Linked DNA regions of Columba livia: region 2 is linked to region 1. Evidence: chromatin contacts called from public Hi-C data. All regions are on one chromosome and are shown on one strand. Each heading gives the region's core, a stretch centred on a gene start, on an enhancer-like site or on the middle of the called end of the contact. The rest is flanking DNA. Distances are from core to core; before and after follow the strand shown. Region 1 holds the start of COG2 (component of oligomeric golgi complex 2). Region 2 holds the start of GALNT2 (polypeptide N-acetylgalactosaminyltransferase 2).

Region 1 (5,352 bases), core at 1,551-4,050:
CCACTTAAGGTTTAAAAAACCTTAACTCAAACATCTAAACTTAAAACAGGACACAGATTAATTAAAATATAGGACTAATAAAAGCTACAGCACATCAACTGCCCTCTAAGTGAAAAAGCCAGAAATAAAATTAAATAACTGAAAGTATAATCAACTCTTTAAGTACTGCCACCACAGCTTAATTTCAACCAGAAGTGTTCTTTTAGTACCTTACAGAGAACAAACCGCCTTCCACCCAGAAACAGACAATAAAACCAATATGATCTTAATAAATCAGACTTAAGTAGCATTGTTCACATAACCGATATTTCTCTGCTACCTGAACCTACTTTGAGTTTTAGACATCAAGGCTCTGATATTTTGAAGGCACATTTGGGCAGCAAACATCCGTTTGAACTGTCTGCCAAGATGATAAACAATTGCCCCTTGCTAAAGACCAAGTCACTGTGGAAGAGCCAGAACAAGACCCACCAGAGGGTGGTCTTTTCTGGTTAAGCCACAGGACTAAGCAAAAAAAAAAAGTCCTTAACAGGACTGTGTTGCATTTGAGTTATTTACTACCATCTTTAATTACTCATATATTAAAACAGTTTCAATATTTCTCCATAGACTAGTCTTCACAGAAGTCCACGTTTAAGGAGTCCTTTATCTCTTGCCTGAAATTTACTGCTGCTACAACTGCTTCAAAAAACACAGTGCCTCTTTTACTATCACTCTAAGTCATCAGTTTTCAAAGAGAAGGTTATTATAATAATGATTAACATGAGTAAAAGACAGTCTGTACATCATATGAAAGTGAGTTGAAGTTTACCAAGCTGTGTATAATGATTGTTTTGAGCATACCATAACTTCTTCCCTTAACTGTCCCAAGGGTACTGCAAGCTGATTAAGAGCCTTGTCCATGCCAACCTAAAGAAATTATCAGAAAAATATTATGACTTTTTTGTTAAATCCCTATGTGAATTAATGACAAAGACTATCATTTTACAGACACTAAAAGAGAACTGAGAAAAGACACCTCCCTTTACAGTCTCCAGTTCTAAATGCAATGCAAAAATACAGTACCTCAAATATAGGCATAAAAACATCAGGCTGCCTGTCACGCAATGCGAAAACTTTAAGAACCTGTATAATTGGAACTTGGATGAACGGGAGTGAAATAGTAGGAGACACAGAGGACAAGACATTTTAATATGAAAGTGATTACAATTTTCAGTCAAGTAGGTTGGTTGGGTTTTTTTAAGATGTATTGACTGTACAGTAAGTACAGTATTGACTGTTTATAGATTCCTAAAATAATTCTTCAGAATGGCCTTATTTGTATCATTGCTATTGTATTTTAATTATTTATTTCCTTCCATTTTGCAACTACTGTCAGTTTGAAAAACAAGCTGACCTTGAGTCTAACTTTCTAATGAATTAGTTTTTCCAAGACAAAAAGCATACATCTAAAACACTTTCTACAGGCCAACAGCAATTCTGTGCAGTAGCTAAGTTCTACAGGAATGGTCTTTCAGCTTCTCTCAGTGCAAGGGATCACAGTTTAAGATGTCTTAAATATAATAATGCTAAAAGAAAAGCCATATACCTTTCATATGAAAAATAAAATACCCACTGAACCACATTAAGTCTGAAGTACACAGTACAATTTAGTAACACTTACTAGATTTGTTGAAAGATTAACAAAATCTGCATAGTCCTTATTTATGAGTTCTACCATGGCAGTTTTAAGGAGCTTGTAATAGAGCTCCAGATCCTCTCTGAGCTCTTCCAACTGCACACGTTTCCTGCAGTCTGATACAAAGTGATCGACATCAAAATCCGGCTGAAAATGAAACAGGAAAGAGAGAAGGCTGTAAGTCAAAAGTTCAAGCCAGAAATATGTCCCACCCCCAAAACAAAGTATTCCGTATGCCAGGGAGCCCACCAAACTGAAGCGCTAGGGGGCAAAAAGGCTACTTAACGGAGTAGTTTCCAGTGTTCCTAAGTCTTGGTTTTTAACATAAATCCACAGCACACAAGGTTGTGGGTCAGAGTACCAAAACCACTCTCTCCGAAATACGAGAGGTTATGTTACCTGCATACACTTTAAAAAGCATACAAACAAACCAATCAACCGACAACAAAACGATACCAAAACGAACAACCAAAGAGAAACCAAAATACAGTGTTAAGAACTGCTTTAAGCTCTCCAAGCAATGAGGCCCGAATGCTGGTTTTCAGTCTATCTGCAGCCTGGCTTCCAAGCCACGCACAGCAGGGTTCGGAGGCAGTCCGACCGGGGCCTGCCCTCGGCGCTCACAGCGGCATCCGGCCCGGGACAGGGAACTCAGGTCAGCCGGTTGCAAACTCGCCGGCCCGCTCCCCGGGCAGGCCTGGGCCCGGCCGCACTCAGGCTCCAGCCCCGCTGGGACACAGCCGCGGAGGTGGAAGCAGTCCAGTTCTGCTCAACGCCCGAGTCGTCCCTTCAGTGACACACACAGGGGCGCTCTGCCCGGGGAAGAAGCCGTGGCGGGGGGCAAAGATCCCGACCAAGGCTTCGGGCCCCTCTCACCGCCCGAGGAATCCTCTCCCCCACACCCCGGAGGGCCCCGGGGCACACCGCGCACACCCACCTTCATGAACTCGTCCTTGTCAAAGCAGAGGTTCTCGGGGCCCCGCGGCAGGTTCATCTTCTTCGCCTCCATGACCAGCCCAGCCCAGCCCGGCCCGGCCCGGCCCGGCCCGCCAGGCCCGACGCGGCGGCAGGACCCGCCGCTGCCACAGCAACACCGCCCCCGCCAGCACGGCACCACAGAGGCAGCCCGGAACCTGCGCCAAGAGAGGCGCAGAGTTCGCTCACCGCCGCGACAGCGCCCCCTGGAGGGCTCCGAGCGCCCCTTACAGGCGGCAATAGGCGAGGGGGACGGCGGGAATCTCAAAATGGCACGGGGGGCGGCAAGGGAGGGGTGGATGTGTGTGCGCCGAGCACGGGCCTTTAAAGCTGTCCTGCCCAGCCTCCTCGGAGGAATTTCTCTGGTTCGTGTCGCTTTGTGAAGTCAGGGGCTGGGCTGCTGAAGTGCCTGATGCCACATGGCAGCCCTCAGTGCATCAAACTGTCCTGATCAGATGAAGCTGCAGGAACTGGCATCAGGGCCCATGGCACAAGCTGTGGAAACCCGGGGCTGCAGGGGTGGGAAGGCGACGGTATCGTGCAGGCCCCCAACCCTGAGCCGGTGGCCAAGGTCCATGTCCCCTTGAGGTTTGGGTACTGCCCCTCAGCCTCTCTGGGCAAGTTGTGCCAGGGTCTGACCACTCTTGACAGCAAAAAAAGCTTTTCCTTATATTTAAATTTATCGTAGTTTGTGCCCATGTGGTCCCAAGTAACAGGAAACAAGTCAGAGTGTGATTTATCGCCTCCATCCTTCTGCTTTTCACCAGGGTCTTCTGTGAGGGTCTTCTTTCCTTCAAAAATCTACTGCTCACAGTCACTCATGTAGGAAACTATTACCTTGCCAATATAATAGGCCCAGGCAGGATCTCTCAGCAAAGTGTATTTTATTGATGATTTTGCAAGACCAGGTGTTCTACCTAAGGGCAGACACATGGAGTAGGGCAAAAAGCCCCTGCTTTATATCCCCCCAAAATCCCAGCCACAAATTCCCTTCCCTCTTCCCCACTGGCTGGGTACTTCAGGGTTTACAGACTACCCGACGCCTGCCTCAGTTCACCTATCTCATTCATCTAATTCTAACAACCTTCTCCCCTTATTGATTTATTTAAAATATGGATTCCTGGCTCTTTGGTTAGCCTTCCCCCTAGCTTAATTTTTTAAATGCAGTAATCAGTTTGCATTCCGGGATTAGTTTGAAGAGACTTTGCTTTACATTAAGGATTCATAGTCTGATGTCTCTCAGTCCTTCCCCCCCTGCTGAGGCCAGGTGACAGGTCCCCAGTTTTGTAAAAACAACATTCCTCCTTCAATGGCTCCTTACAACTTATGCCTTAGTGAAAAAAAATTCAGCTCTAAAAACCTCCCTGCTATCACTTGCATTTCTGTTTGCCACCTTAGGATGGAAGACGGCAATGGGTCTCATTCCTCACATGTACATTTTACGGCTTTAATTTTGCCCTGATGAGCTCAGGTGAGGAGCGAGCCCAGCGCCTCACCAAACAGGTGTGAGGATGCATCGTCTGGAGCTCTGCTGGTTGCTCTGTGGCCAGGGCTGGAGAAGAGTCCCTGGGCTTGATGGATGTGTTTGGGTAGTGCTGCAGCAGCATGCTGGGCTGGAGACCCCCAGAGGTCCTGGGCAGGCAGTGTTTTGGCAGGACTGACCTGTATGTCCCCACCTAACTCTGGCAGTACCGAGAGCCCGGCTGGCCCATGACCAGCAGTGATTCATGCCAGTGATCCACGGCTAGTATGTGAGTTTGTTAGAACTTGCCTGAGTTATTAGAAGTACAAAGAGCCAAGCAGTTCAGTGCTGATCTTGGTGGGCATGTGCAGCTGCTGGCCGGCTCCTTGCATGCTAATTGCCTCTGCTTTCTTTCACCCTCTCCCTTTGGAAAGCTCTTCAAGACTGACATATTTCATGGTGTCCAGCCCTCTCAGAGATCTCAAGTGTTAGCAGGCATGGTTTATAGTTGCCACGTGTTCTCAGCTAGAGAGCAGAAAAGATACACCCACCACATAAAACCACACTGGCACTATTTTGCAATAGCTATCACTATATGACTGTATGTATCAGATCAAAAAGGTTTTCTTATGTTATGATATTTAAAATGTCTATGTTCTGGTACAGGAACAAAGCCATATTACTGCTCAGCTATCTTTTTACTTTAACGAGCTGGATGCTTGAAATAAAAATTCTAACTAGTTTCTGATGTTAACTCCATAATAAAGTAATTATACCTAAAGTCTTAAGTATTAGCTAAGACTTATGTTGTTCTAAAACGACCTACAGTTGCCATTTATGTGTTTTTTTACAAAGTTCTAATTATGAAGTTCCTTGAGAAAATAAAAAGCATGCTTCCACTTGAACTTGTTCATTGATGAGCCTTTACACTCTTCGTATTTATTGATGTCATTGTCAATTAAGTATGAAGTTTGTGAGATTTAATAATTTGCAAATGGAAACTGCGACATCTCAATTACAGGAAGTTAGCAGTAAAACTAGAGCTGGGGCTCATGGGATATTTCCACATGCTGTCCCTGAACAGCCAAGTTCACCTGGGGCAGTGGTGCACAAAATAAAGTTTCTCCGAAACAGAAGATGCTAGCAAAGCAATGAGGGAATTAGGCATTCCAAAGAGTTGTATGCAGCTCTCTTTATTTCCAATATTTTTGTATTAGGATTACTTAGTCCATTTTTA
Region 2 (5,764 bases), core at 690-3,189, 230 kb after region 1:
AAAATTAATCAAACTGAGTTGCAAATCTGTCTGAAAACCCCAAATGAAATGCACCATAAGAATTAAAAATATATTTCCCTGTCTACAGATATATTTGCCTGCATAGCTTTTCTTTATCCCATTACACATCAGCAACAGTGTAAGATTGCTTTTACTTTCTAAATACACTCTAGTGGTTCTTCAAGAAAGGCTTTACACTACTGCCTTACTTTTTATCACATGCTTGATCTATTTCTGCTACCTATCTACTTTGAAGGACGAAGAGCTTGTATCTAGCAATACACAGTTAACACTTACTTTAATACACTACATCAAAAGCTGCTGTTGAATACATTCCTAAGCTACAAGGGGAAAATAAAACAGGACATATCAGAACAGAGAGCAAATTATCATCGAGAAGCAACTCATTCTCTAGTCTCTTGCTCACATAAGTAATCTTCTAAATAATCATGCAAGTATTTGCTTCCACAACCTGCCATGGGAACCAGTCATCAGCAGATTTTTACTGAAAATACACGCATTAATGAACCAAACTGCATCAAAGCAATACAAGAAGATTCTTCTTCTTACACAGCACTAGACTCAATAAACACTTCTTTTCATTTAACAGGAGACTGACATTTATTAGCAAAGAACACTGTCTAACTGTGGAACACTTTGCTCACTTGCTTTCTTCTCATTTCTGGGTTGGTTTGTTTGGGTTTTTTAGAAAAACTATGCCATTATGAGATGCCTTTTCACCTTTCCTATTCCAAAATATAAGGCTTAAACAAGAGTTCTTAAAAGCTCTTGGCTTTGCTAGTGTTTGGGGGTGGGGGAAAGTCCACCAAAAAAAAAAAAAAAGCACTTATTCATAAGTAATTTTTCTAAACAGAGTTTGCAGATAAAGTTGCCATTTCCAGCATCATGCCATATAAACCTGCTTTGATTGACAAAAATCTTGAACTATGACATACTTAACTTGCAGCTGTTTTCCTGATCAATGAATTACTACAACACACCGAAAAGTGGACTGTATATGTTGATCAGCAGAATAAAGAAAAAATATTCCTGTACTGTCAATAGACAACTTCTTGAGCCTTACTAACGGAGCCGATTAAAAAAAAAAAAAAAAAAAAAACGAGAAGACAGACCTTCCACACCACAGACGTGGAACGTGACAAATCCAGCTATTTCCCGAAATATTGCAAAACCGATCATAAAAGGGCATCTTGCAGACGTAGCGAGAGGAAATCACCGCGCATCCCAGAGAGAAAAAGCACTTGCATCTCGGATCCCCGCGCACTCCCGAGGAGGGCACACGAGCCCGGGCGACTCCGGTGCCGGCGGGGGAAGGACGGGGCAGCCGCTCTGTGCCGGGAGCGGAGCCCAGGCGGGGCCCCCCCGCCGCGGAGCGCAGCCCCGGCCCCCCCGCCACCCGCCCTACTCTCCCCTCCCACACCAACTTCCCCCGGCCCGGGACGTGGCCGGCCGCAGTTGGGCAGGGAGCGACGTGACGAGGCTGAAACCGGTCTGAAGTCCACAAAGAAGCCATCTGCCTCCGGGAAACGTGCTAGTGGGGAAAGAAGAAGCCCGGGGGAGCTTCACCGCGCCTGCAAACGAGCACCTCCCCGCCGCCCCCGCCCTGAGGACCGGGCAGCGCCGCCCCGAGCCGCCCCGCCGCCGGGACACGGAGCGGGCGCACCTTCACCGCCTGCCCCGCGCGGTCTCCAGGCTGGGTTCTTACCTTCCTCCCGCCGCCGCCGCCGGCCAGCGCGGCGCTGCCGCCCGAGTACATGTAGTAGGCGATGCCCAGCACCCAGAGGAAGGCGAAGCAGAGCAGCAGCCGAGACCTGCGCCGCATCCTCCCTCCCGCGCCGCCGCCAGGCCACCAGGAAACGGCCAGCAGCAGCAGCCTCCGCTCCTGCCGCCGCCGCCGCCGCGCAGGGTCAGGGGGCAGAGGGCGAACGCCCGCCCCCCGACCAATCCCGCGCCGCCCGGCCCCACGGGGGGCGGAGCGGGGCGGAGCGGGGCGACCAGCGTCGCCATGGCTGCAGCACGCCGGGCCGCCGCCCCCTCCCGCCCGGGCCGGGGGCTGCGCGCCCCCCGCGGCGGCGGGACGGCCCGACCTCGCCCGCCCGTCCCTCCCTCCCTCCCGCGCCCGGTGCCCCGGCCCCGCGCCGCCCTGCCGACCGCCGCCGCGCTCCCCAGCGCCTGCCTGAGGGGCGCGCGCTGCCGCCGCCCGATGAGGCGGTTGCCGCGCCTCGTGGCCAACGGCCGGGACGTGACGGGCAAGCGCGGGGCCGCCCCGGCTGCGCCTGCCGAAGGGCGGGCGGGTCAGCAGCCGGCCCGCGCCCGGAGCGGCGGCTGGCGGGTGCCGCGGGGCCGTGGGGTTTCGGAGCTGCTCGGGCGCCCGGCCCGCCGCCTCCCACCCCCGCCTGCCTCCGGCCGAAAGTGTCTGTGACCGCACTTCTGCGGGCTGGGGCATGGGCAGCGCCGGGAGCGGCCCCTCTGACGTGAGGGGTGATCCCGGCTGCGGCTGCACCCCGTTCAGCGCACTCTCCATACTGCGCCACTGGTGGGTTGAGCACGCCTCAGCCCATATTGGCTCGTTATATAGGGATCCCAGCTGCACAGAAGCTCCAAGCTGGCCACCAGAAGTCGTTTCTGTGTCTCCCTGGTGTTCCCACTGAACAGCAGGGAACGAACAATCTGCTTTGTGAAGGTGGTGTCCTTGCGGTCACTTGGGGCAGGTGGTGAGGCTGGTCTTCATTAAATCTCAAAGGTGAGAAAGCAAAGTCATGCTGGATGATGTCCAGTGTTCTCTGCGTGACAGGTATCCACATCTCATTTGATAAGTCTCTGCCTTACATTATTTAAGAGATTCTTGTGTGGCCTTGTGGGAGACATCAAGGTCTTGACAACCCCACCTTCCCACTGAGGTCACGCATCTGCTCCCTCACCCTTCTGAGGTCACTGCATTACTCGGACAGCAGCACCCAGTCTGGAAGCACGGTTGCCCCCACACAGGCCTAAGGGGGCCTCCAGAGGACTCTTCCCAGGTTGACCCAAGTGGGCTTCTACTCTTAGAGGCTGATCTGTCGATATGAGGTCATGGCCTGGTAAAATTACCTTTCTTTCTGCTTACCCAGTTCCACCATTAAACACCCCAGGACAGACACTACACTGCTGCTAGCCCTCAGTGTGGTTCACTGACTTGTGCGTGCACAGTTCATGCTGTCCTTTTTCCACACCACTGACTTTCCTCTTGTCCAACATTTGCTGCTGTCTCATTCTACTCCGAGATATCAAAAAATGAGAGCACAAAACTGAGACACATTCCCTAGCAATTAAAAAGCACCTTTATTTCAGAGCCACGGTATCCACTCAAAGCAGAACATTCCTGGGTTTTAAAGGTTTTCTCTGTCATCTCACCATTGGTTTGTTTGTTGTTTTTTTTTTTTTTTTTTAATATGCTGGTTTACTGCTGCCCATTCTGACTGCACTGCATGATTTTGTGCTCCTTCTGTCTATACCTATGTCAGACCTCTGCCAGTCAAGCCGCACTGGTGGCTACAGAGCCTCTGTAGAAGACTGCTCACCAAGCTGTGCCAGGCTGAGGCAGGGGTCTGGCAGAAATTCTGTTGCATGAGCAGGAGAAGAGCCAGCCGCTGAAAGAAGTGGCATCAAAAGCTCACCTGCTCACCAGCACAGTGACTCCGCTGACAGTCTCGTCAAGAAGTTGATTCATGTCAGCGTTGGCACAGCCTGGGCAGAAGTTGTCTGGCATGCAAAGATTTCAGTGAACAACTGCATACCTTCCCAGCTGCCAGAGCCCTGATGGAGAGACAGGACAGGTGAAAAGACAAAGGAAGAAACCCCAAATAAGCATTTGTATAGAGAGTGTAAAATAGAGATCTCTTCACATAATATGACTCCTTCAATAAGCTCAGCATTACGATTCTTGGTTTTGGAGGGAGCTGGAGAGAGGCACCCCGTTTGTGCAGAATACAAGTTTTGGAATCAAATAACTGGCATCTATTAAGTGAGATACACTGGAGAGCACAGGCTGCCAGAAGAAACACAGATGTTCTGGATGAGAGTTTTTGATTTGTCCAAAGTGTGTTTGATGCAAGTGACAGCAATTCCTGCAAAAGCACTGATTGTGCCTGTGTCTAAAAAGAGACACACACAACACCTCAGAGGCTAAAGTTTAATTAGCAATATTTTCCGTGTAATTCAGAGCAGTCTCAGCAGCCCAAGATTGTGAACATTGTGATAAACTCCTGCCACTTAAGCTCTACCCTCAGCTAGAAGGGGGATGAAGGAGGAGCTTCCCTGCTGCTGGGGGATTCCTTCGCAGGGCAGATCTGCCAACGGAGAGCGTGTTGTATGTGATGTGCTTCCCCACAGAAAACATCACATACTTGGCATGTATAAAGTGCCCAGTTCTGGAGCCGTGATCCCATTTGACCTTGCAAAATCTCTAGGGCACTTACTCTTAAACACCTTGCAAAGCCTACAGAATCTTTTCTTGCCTTTTTCATAGTCTAAAGTATCTTGAGACAGTCTTCAAAGGTCTCCCTGAAGCCCCAGGTATTTTCACTGATTTGGGCAATGTGCTTAGATAGATTTTTTCCTTTCCAGCAAAATTAGCCGGCCATGCATGTACAGAAATCCTTCTGTAGCTGCACATTTCACAAGCTTACTGAAATAATCCACTGCACATGCTCAAACACAGTTTCCAAAGGTTTATAACTCAGTCAAATCAAAACTAATTTCTTCTCAAACAAGCAAATACATGTCTACTTCAAGGAAGGCTGCTTCCATGTCAGGGTTCATTTTTCAGCCTTCTGCTGATAAAGATACAGAAACTCTTAAAAAATGCTGTAAGAAACTATTTAGCTTGAGAAACACTTTTTTTTTTTTTTTTTTCTTTTCACTCCCCTGATATTCTGAACTGGCTGAATCAGTTTTGTTCAAATCTTTCCAAAAGATTCACATTTGGACAAAGTCCCAATCCAGCAGATTTCATCCTGAATCATTTATATTTCATAGACCACAGAAAACACAGAGGTTTGGAATGGAAAATGTTACATCGCTTTAACTCGAGGAAAAGCTGCCCGTTCTATTACAACATATTTGCGTGCACATACCTCTTTACCTCAAAAGTCCTAATGCGTTTAGTCAGTGAAGCAAAACTGAAAATAAACCACTTCAATTAAAGCAAAGAATTCAAGAGAAATGCAAGATATTTTTAGATGCTTTTTTTCCAGTGCATTTCAAAAGAAAATATTAGCATTTTTTAAGAGCAGCATTGCTAGAATGATTCACAGAATATAAATGCTTCTGTACCAACCACAGCCCTTTAAACAAAAGAGAGATCAAGCATGTAAGAGTACAAATAGGAGTGAAATTTGCAGAAGGAATCATCAAAACTTTGCCTTTGATCTCTAATGCAGAGACCTAGATTTGATGGGCCAAATTCTGGTCTAGTTAGCTAGGGTGTAAACCAGAGGGAATTTCACCAAATTTGTTTGAGAGCAGGTATAAAACCAGACACAACTCTGACAACAGTTTAATTCAAAGTGTTAGTGTTCATCTTCTTGTAACTAAAGAGTACAAAAGTTGCTTTATCCTTTTCTGGAGTTAAATGACCTAGTCAGAGGTGAATGAATCTTCCAACTGTGCAAATGGAAAGTAGTCCTCACCTTTAGGAATAAGTGAGTCAGTCCCTTACTCATGCAAGCAACCTTATCCTTGCAAAGACAGGAAGGAGGATTTT

Evidence for each region. Hi-C and Micro-C count contacts between places; a contact is called where the count stands out from the background.
Region 2: a Hi-C map of liver shows a contact between it and region 1, with 2.1 times the contacts expected there. The contact joins the promoter of GALNT2 here to the promoter of COG2 in region 1. A contact is called at or near these places in 2 of 2 Hi-C or Micro-C datasets (crop and liver).

The regions. Positions count from the first base shown.
Region 1 is chr3:76,466,513-76,471,864 of bColLiv1.pat.W.v2, forward strand. COG2 (component of oligomeric golgi complex 2) reads right to left here and starts at 2,801. Exons shown (of 18, transcript XM_005508630.3): 1 at 2,616-2,801; 2 at 1,664-1,825; 3 at 844-909. The coding sequence starts at 2,687.
Region 2 is chr3:76,700,243-76,706,006 of bColLiv1.pat.W.v2, forward strand. It overlaps GALNT2 (polypeptide N-acetylgalactosaminyltransferase 2), which reads right to left and starts at 1,940. Exons shown (of 16, transcript XM_065057735.1): 1 at 1,727-1,940. The coding sequence starts at 1,843.